Regions from separate parts of the Anser cygnoides genome. Here region 1 is linked to region 2. A link is a contact called in public Hi-C data. All regions are on one chromosome and are shown on one strand. The core of a region is the stretch at or near the end of the contact, and the rest is flanking DNA. Distances in the headings are between cores, read along the strand shown.

The links. A called contact is a pair of places that touch in the nucleus more often than the background predicts.
Region 1: a contact with region 2 is called in a Hi-C map of liver, with 1.9 times the contacts expected there. The contact joins the promoter of ARL11 here to the enhancer-like site in region 2. A contact is called at or near these places in 3 of 7 Hi-C or Micro-C datasets (granulosa cells and liver).

The regions. Positions count from the first base shown.
Region 1 is chr1:183,261,924-183,265,858 of Taihu_goose_T2T_genome, forward strand. ARL11 (ADP ribosylation factor like GTPase 11) reads left to right here and starts at 1,697. Exons shown (of 2, transcript XM_013179525.3): 1 at 1,697-3,163; 2 at 3,276-3,935. The coding sequence starts at 3,283. The coding sequence ends at 3,882.
Region 2 is chr1:183,116,020-183,120,206 of Taihu_goose_T2T_genome, forward strand. CDADC1 (cytidine and dCMP deaminase domain containing 1) reads left to right here. Exons shown (of 9, transcript XM_066988954.1): 9 at 1-772. Among named protein-coding and RNA genes, the nearest start is that of CDADC1, 16 kb to the left of the region's middle. Within about 2 kb of position 2,087, at least 1 of the 3 cell types and tissues checked has open chromatin away from gene starts, as enhancers often do.

The DNA.
Region 1 (3,935 bases), core at 447-2,946, 150 kb after region 2:
CGACTTTGAGAAGCCGTATGTTGTGAAGAGACATCACTACAGTGCTTTCCTCCAGCCTGTCAAAGCCTGTGGCTGTGTTGCACTGCTCTCAGTGTGCTCTCAGCCAGCTTTTGAGCCTCCAGGACTCTGGCTCGGGAAGAGGCACCTTGGCTTCAGCTGCTGGTTCTTGCAGCTACCCATCAACACTGATTTTCAACATCTCAGGATTGGAGATGAAGGCACAGTCTGCTTTTGATGGGCTGAGATCCACTTGTTGCTCCAAGCAGACGCCATTGGGAGGAGAGGGATTTTCCCCCAACCTTCCCTCAGGTCGGACCTACCCCTCGGCCCTGAAGGAGTGGTGCAGGAGCCCTCTGAAGGACCATGGACACTCATCCTAAGGACCACATCTACTCCTGTTATTCCTGGCTCCACTCCAGGTTGTCTCCCCCTGGTGCTGCCTTCCAAGGAGGTGACCTGGGCTGGACCAAAGCCCCGTCCCAGCTCCTTCCACCTGGTGACACTGCTTGGGGACACTGTGGGGACGCCCCCTGGGAGGGTGGTGAGGCCCCCTCAGTGCCCTGACACTCACATGGATATTGTGACCATCACTTGGGTGAGATTTGTGAGGTCATTAAGAAATTTTTGGGAAAAAAAATGAAGTACCCATATTATCTACATAAACATTTGGTTTATGTACGCCTACATAAACATCGTGGCATGAAGGTTATCTGGACAGCCATGCTAAGAGCATCTTCGTCTGGCCCTGAAACGAGGTGGTCTCCAGAGGGAACCACCAGCTCTCGGCTTGTTCTCCGAAGCCCGTGCCTCATGCTGTACTGCAAGTCCCCTTCTTTGCCCTGTATGCACCCCATGGAGCGTGGTCAAAATGCTTTGGCAGCAAATACAGCGATTCTCCAGTAACAGGAGTATTTAGGGCATGTGGAGGAGGGGGATTCTGTCCCGTCACGCGTTATTGCTCCTTGTGGAGAATATCCAGGAAACAGGGAAATACATGGCTAAGAAGGAGCAAACAAATAAATTGAAATTCTATGAAATTACAAGCGGAATTAGCTACGATTGGCTTTGCTCCTGTGGATTCAGAGACATGAAAAACAAGGCGAGACCGTTTGTTCTGCCCACATAAGATGTAGCTGGAGTAAGGGCTGCCCTCGCCTCTGAAGAGAGTTTCTGAATTATTTAGTGTATAGCCTTTCTGCTCCAGCAACAGAATCACCCAGCGCTCATCTCGTCTGCTTTTACTTTCTTTTCTTCCAGTCTTTCTTACACAAAATTGCAATTGCCCCCATGTATTATTTATTGGAATATTATGCTTTTATAACGTAGCTGTGGCTGGAACAGACTCTGTAAGTATCTTCTGCATCCCGTGTTTGGAACAATTGGCAGGGAGAAAGAAAACAGACTACAGTTCAATACCAGGGGTATGAGAAAATAAAATAAAATATAATAAAATGATAATAATAAAAAAGAATATAGAGTTGCTTCTACTTCTCTATTTGCCCATGAATTAATCTACTCTGTTATTCTGGGTCACAGAAAACTTAAAAGCACTTAAAACTGCACCCTAGTTGCACAGTTGCATTAGTTGCATTCTTTATTCTGCTTTATTTCTTCTTCTTCTTCCTTTTATATATATATATATATATATATATATATATATATACAGAAGAAGCCTATTTCTGTAGTGTGTTAGAGGGTGATGCCCATTGCAACATATTCCAGATAGTTGTTTGTCAGATGATAGGATCTCCACCCTTGATTCCTGTATCTACACTCCAGTTTAAATAAATTAGTTTTATGAATGAACAACTCAAGCCTCAGAGAAGGTCAGCGGCGAAGGCAGGAGGAGCATGGCAGGTTCAAGGGGCAGCCCGCTAGACCCACTGGTGTTTCACAAAATACCCATCACAAAGACCTCACAGCCCAATGTACTATGAGGAGGAAGGGTTTCTCAAAACGGAGAAGCAGCAGATTAAGGATCCAGGCACCAATTTAACTCATTTTAAGGAAAAGGACTCAGACCAGTGGACAACCCTTGGGCTGCAGCACAGCCTGCGGGATGGGCGAGCAGCCCCCGGAGGACGAGGATCACTGCGCTCCCTACCACAGCTCTTGCTTTATTCCCATCAAGCCAGCATCCCGCCCTTCCCTTGGTGTGTAGACCATTTCCAGAAGCGATGGCACATGAACGCACGCTGCCTGATTTATCACGCACGTGGCGGTGCGTTGCTGCCCGGAGATGATCTACGTGACAGCACTGCAGATAAGCGCTGGCTTCTGAGTTAACCTAGATCCTCAGCCAAGTAACACGTTTCGCACGCCCACAGACCTCGTGGTGGCACCTGGTGCCAACCAGCCCCAACGATGGCAGAGACCTGCACGGGACGTGCTTCAGCCTCTGCTCGCAGAAATACCTAGCAAAGGATGGTCTGTAGGACCAGGCGGTCCCTTACACGTCCCCAGCAGCCTCTGGCATGTAAAGTTCAACTGGGGCCGCCTTGTTAAACGTTTTTCCCTTCTTTTAAGGGATTTCCCTCCCCCCTGCCAAGCCACAGAGGGCTGACTTTGCTTCACATATGGAAATTAAAATATAGTATCTCGACGTAATGAGTTTTATAGATTTTTCAGGCTGGTCATCTTTCCACGAGACATTAAAAATCGTGTTTGTGTGCATTTCTTTAAACCCATCATTGCTCTCTGTGCAGCAGGTAGTGAAAGCCGATGCTGGATTGGATTTTTTGCTAGCACAACATTGAAAACCCGTCGGTGCTGCTCGTGTTGAAATCCACACCCTTGAGCTGTGATTCAGCAAATTCCCAGAGCAACCCCGTGCTTGAAACCCGGCTTCCTCCCTGTCTGTCCGGGGGTGGATTTCCCCTCAAGAAGCCAATGAACAAAAGCTCGTTTATTTCTGTCCATGATGAGGAGGAAACGTGTCCCGCCGCCTCCCCACCTCTTCCTGCAACATGCTGCCTCCCGTTTGCGCCAGCTGCTGAAGGCTGTGCGTGGCGATGGAGGCTGGGGGCAGCAGAGCTGGAAGGCAGAAGTCGCCGTTTCGGACCACGCTCTCTGGCTCCGCTCCACACCTCCAAAATAAGAGCTCTGCCTCGTCCTAGCTGCGAAGAGGAGAAAAGCAAGCTGCCTGATCCTTCATTCAGCAAACGTAAGCAAAGCAGAACCGAGTGCTCTGTTATTAACTGATATTATCCAGGAAATACACTTTTTTTTGTCTACGTTCCTTTTTTTATTTTTTTTTCCCCCACTGTTTGAGGCAGGATCTCGATGGGGAAGCTGATCTCCAAAGGCTGGCGCAGAAGAGAAGCACGAGTGGTCATGCTGGGGCTTGACCTCGCCGGCAAATCCACCCTCCTCTACAGGCTGAAGAGCAGCCGGGCTATGGAGACCTGCCCCACGGTGGGCTTCAACGTGGAGTCCCTGCGGACGCCCTGCGGCGTGCCCTTCACCCTCTGGGACGTCGGGGGACAAAGCAGCCTCCGGGCCAGCTGGCCCCACTACCTGGAGGACACCAACATCCTCATCTTCGTGCTGGACAGCACGGACATGGCCCGGCTGCCCGAAGCTTTGGAGGCTCTGGAGGAAGCCCTGGGCCACCCCAGCCTGGCTGGCGTCCCCGTCCTCCTCCTGGCCAACAAGCAGGAGGTGCCCGGGGCGATGGCTCCTGCCGAGCTGGGGCAGCGGCTGCAGCGGGGGCAGCTGATGGGGCACCCGTGGGTGCTGCGGGGCTGCAGTGCCCTCACCGGACAGGGCTTGCAGGAGGCTCTGGGGGTCCTGGGTGAGCTGCTGAGGGGCGCGGGGCAGCGCTCCCCATCCCCAGAACAGCCTCTCCTCGGGCCGGCAGAGAGGAGGCAAGCCCTCGGGTGAGCCTCAGGTGGAGCCAGCACAGAGCTGAAGCTCGGGTGGACCCTGCATGGGGT
Region 2 (4,187 bases), core at 837-3,336:
AAAGCTGAAATTGAAAAGTCCCCAAAAGGTTGTAGGTGGCCTGGGTACAAGGAGAGGTAAATCAAGATATGCATCAAATATCGCACATCACATTAAATAACTACACTGCAGCGAATGCTGCTGGTGGTCTGTACTTCATGAGGAGTTAAGATTTTACCTTTACTTTTTATTGATTTTTTTAAAAAGGTATTTTTGTACAAAGCTTCCTGTGAAACTTGGAATTGCTTTTAGGGCTGAAGGCTCGGAAGACGGACTGTCTGTCATGCCATCTTTCTACAAATTCGTCCAGAAGTTCACAAATTTCTCTGATTATCGGTGTAACACTACTTCTTTACTTCTTGCTGGAATTGCAAAGTAGTGTCTTTATCCTGACCACTAGGAAGAATGTGAATGGGGTTTCTCACAGCCCCCAGACTCCGTAGGCGCTGCCGTGCATGTCATCTGCTTACCCGAGAGGAGCACGGAAAGACTGGGCATCTCCTGCAGTGCTTATTTTGCAAATGAACTCTAGCGTGTTTGTTTCGTACTTAAAAAGAAAACTGTATTTAAAATTACGAAACGTAGAATTTATATATTTTATATATACGTATGAAATTTCGATATGCATTTTGGGTCTCTTCCATCCATGCTGGAGCAGTCATTTCAATCGCAGGTATTAACCACCAGTAGTAATTTGGCTTCTAGACTGAGAATTACAGAGCTTCTCTGTTAATTATTTGCCTTACAGCAAAACATGTTTTCAGCTAATAAATTCAGTAAGTACTGAAGTGTATTTTTAAGTGCTTTGGTTTATTAGAAATGCTACAGAGTGCTTCGAAATACGCACGCCCTTTACTGGCCGGGCGCTGTCCTTGCTCCTGCAGTCGCAGCTGTTTGCGGAGCTGCATCGCCACCCTCTGCTCTGCCTGGAGACTTTGTCTCAGCCTCAGCCTGCCTCCTGCCAGCCCCGGGGAACGGCTGGGGTCCCTTCCCATGGCCCCACAAGCATTAATGGATGTTAATTCCATGCTTGGGAGAGTGAGAGCTGCCTCAGGGAGTCACTTGGCTGGAAGGGATGGAAGTGGGCATAGCTCTGACCATCCAGAAGCACAACAGGTCCCTGCAGCACCTCCTGCCTGAGTCTACTTGATGAGCTCCAAGCCTGGCTCATGCCCCAGGGCCACGCACGGCAGCACTGCCGTAGACACACAGTGAGCGGCTGGTGGGACATGGTCAGCAGGGCTGGCAGTGGCACAGGCTGCCCAGAGCCGTGTTTAATGCGGGGACTGTTCTGAAAACCTCTGTGCTCCTCAACAGATTTCTGTTTTAGCTATTCCGCCTGTGAACCAGGCTTTAAATAGAACGTGTTTGGCTTTAATTTGTTAGATTCAGTAAGCGACATTGCTTAGAGACTAGAAAAGCAAAGAAGGCAGATGGTGTTTGCTGATCTCTAACAGATTCAAATTATCGTCTCGTTAATGAAGACGGTCACAGTGCCACATAGGCAGACCCCAACTCCAGTCTGCAGGGAAAGGTAATTGCGGAGAATTGTTGTCAAACACTTCACTGATCTTCTTTGGGATCCCTCTGTTTCCCCAGACCTGTTTAGCTATCTGCTGAAGTGCCAGTTCTGCGTGCCATACACACGGGCATGGTCAGCACCTAGTCCTAAGTGTTTTTAGGTATCAGGCAGAATGCTCTGCGGGTCTGTTCTCTGGTAGCATCTTCCACTGGAACCAGCCTTCCCCTAACAGCAGGGGCACCTTCACGACTTTATGACTCCAGGCGTGACAAAACACTCCCTAGAAACTCAGAGCACTTGTGTATGCCTCTGGGGCATGTTGGAGACGAACCCTGCAGCAGCAAGGAGTTGCTCCGCCAATTCCCTGCCTGGCTCAGCAAGCCCAGCTCAGCAACACCTCCTAAACCTGCTTCCCTTTCTCTAAGCTGTTGCCGTTTGGCCTTGGCTACTACAAAAAGAGCTCAGGCTCATCTCCGGCAGCAATTCAGCCGCAGGAGGGCGCAGTGCCCGGCGCAGCCAGCAGAGGGCAGCGTCCGCGGGGCCACGGAGCGCGGTGAGCCCGGGGCCCGGAGCCCGGCCAGGGCTGCGGCTCTGCGGGCACCGGCAGCGGCCCTGCCCGGTAGGGGGGCGGGCGGTGCTTTGCCATGCATTGTGCTGCAGACACCCAAAAATAGCCCCGCGGCTCCTGATTCAGGCACCGAAAGGCGAAGGTGTGCTGAGACTCGTAAGTGCCAGAGCACTCGAGGCGGCACAAAAGCCGTAAATGTGATGAACAAAAAAATGAGGCTGGCACGACTGCCGTTTGGGTGAAGGGCGCTGCGTGAGTCGCGGCAGCACAGGCTTAACCATGTTTGGGCTAGGGAGAGACATGCAGAGGGACGTGCTGAGCACAGCTTTTCCCTCGGGTATTTTGTGGCGTGACATTTATCTCCAGCACGCCGACGAGGATCGGTTTGTACCTGAAATTTTCCGCTTCATTTTTGCCAAGGAGCCAGACTCCTCCTCATCGTGGGATGGTGTTCCTCAGGTCACAGGACCACTGAACTCCCACCACTGTTGAAGGGATCACATCTGTCTGTTCCAGCTATAACATAGCCGGTTACTTCTGCAACACGCCACTCACTGCAGCTAGAGAGGCTCATTAACACAAATGAAGCCTTTGTGGTCTGCCTGTGTTTTTCTCTTCCTTTGCCTTCATTGTTCAATTATCTTCCCTTTAGCTCTGGTGAGGTCACCTCACTCCTTTGCCAGTAAATCTTCCCCCAGGGCAGCTAAATTTCTAACTTGGCGAAAAAAATAAAAGGTTGAAGAAGCCTGGAGGAACCATGAAGTATTTCAACAACTTTAGCAAAAGCCAGGCCTTAGGGATGTGTCTCATAAAGGCCAGCATTGATACATTTTCCTCCTTCCCAATGGCCTTTCAGAAAGGCCTGAAAGATGTCTTTAAAATAGTACGCATGCCAGTACATTCAACTGCCGATAGCTTTTCATTCCAAGCATGGGGCAAGGCAGATTTATCAGGAGGAAGCAAAAACCAGCAGAAGCAGAAGCTTCTGGCTGTGTGGCTGGAAGGGGCACTAGCCAGAGCGCTGGGCTTGTTGTTGAACAGGCTGATGTCTCTCCCCCTTGCCTGACATCTCCTGGGAAGTGTGGCTTTCTCGCCTGCCCCTGCTGTCTCCTTCCTTTCCCATTTGACAGGCAGCACGAGCCATTGCGGCCAGCCCACGACACAAACCTGCTCCATCCCATGAGCTAATTGCGGCTCTGCCCTTGACACTCCTTGGGGCGCAAGGCGAGTCCCTCTGTGAATATCATTTTTTCCCCACACCCAGCTTTAAAACAGGGAGGCTCCCACTTGCCCTACGCGCGCAGGGCCGGCAGGCATCTGACCGCCTCCCTGACGCTGTGTTTGCTCCCTGCCCGGGCAGGGCCGTGCCGGGGCGTGCCGCCTGCTGAAACGCTCACCCCGGCTGCGTGTTTGCGCAGGGCTCCGAACAGATGCAACAGGCTTGGCATTGACGAGGGCATTTTTAAAGCCCTTCCAAACCTTTGTCAGGCCAGCTGCGCCACAGAGTGCAGTGCTGTACATTAGCAGAGGTACCCGGCAATTTGAAAATAAAGGGCCTCTGTTCTCAAGAGTTGAGCAAGGCACTTTTGTGGCCCACAAGACATGATCCTGTCGTCTGTGTGCCCTCAGAAGAAATACTCCATTTGTCAGCAGGCTGCTAGCTCTCCCCAGGAGAGCTACGCTGGCCAGTTGGTGTTTTTTTTGTTTCTTTAACGACGAGGAGCTGGGCGATGGTGTGGTGATTAAGCTGGGTCCTGTCATACTGCCTGCAGCCAAAGGGCTTTGCTCGTACCCGTAAGCTTGGTGGTGAGGTGTTCCTTCTGCCCAGCTGCTTGTAAAAACCTCAACGTGCTGGAGGTGCCAGCCCCAGCACACGGCTCAGTGGGTGTTAGCGCTGGGTTAGCACCCCCACCCACCCCCCCCCCGGGTGATCCTTAAGATGGAAGAGGTGATTTTTGTCGTGGCTTTGTAAAGCCACTTGCAACATGTGCTACAGGAAAGGTTTTTGGTGGGTTCCCTGCTTTTCCTGCTGTCACATTCCTGGAAAGAGGAGCCAGCAGGAGGCAGGCCTGTGGCGCAGGACCGCGAGTCAGGAGGGCCGGGCTGGCCGCCCGCCTG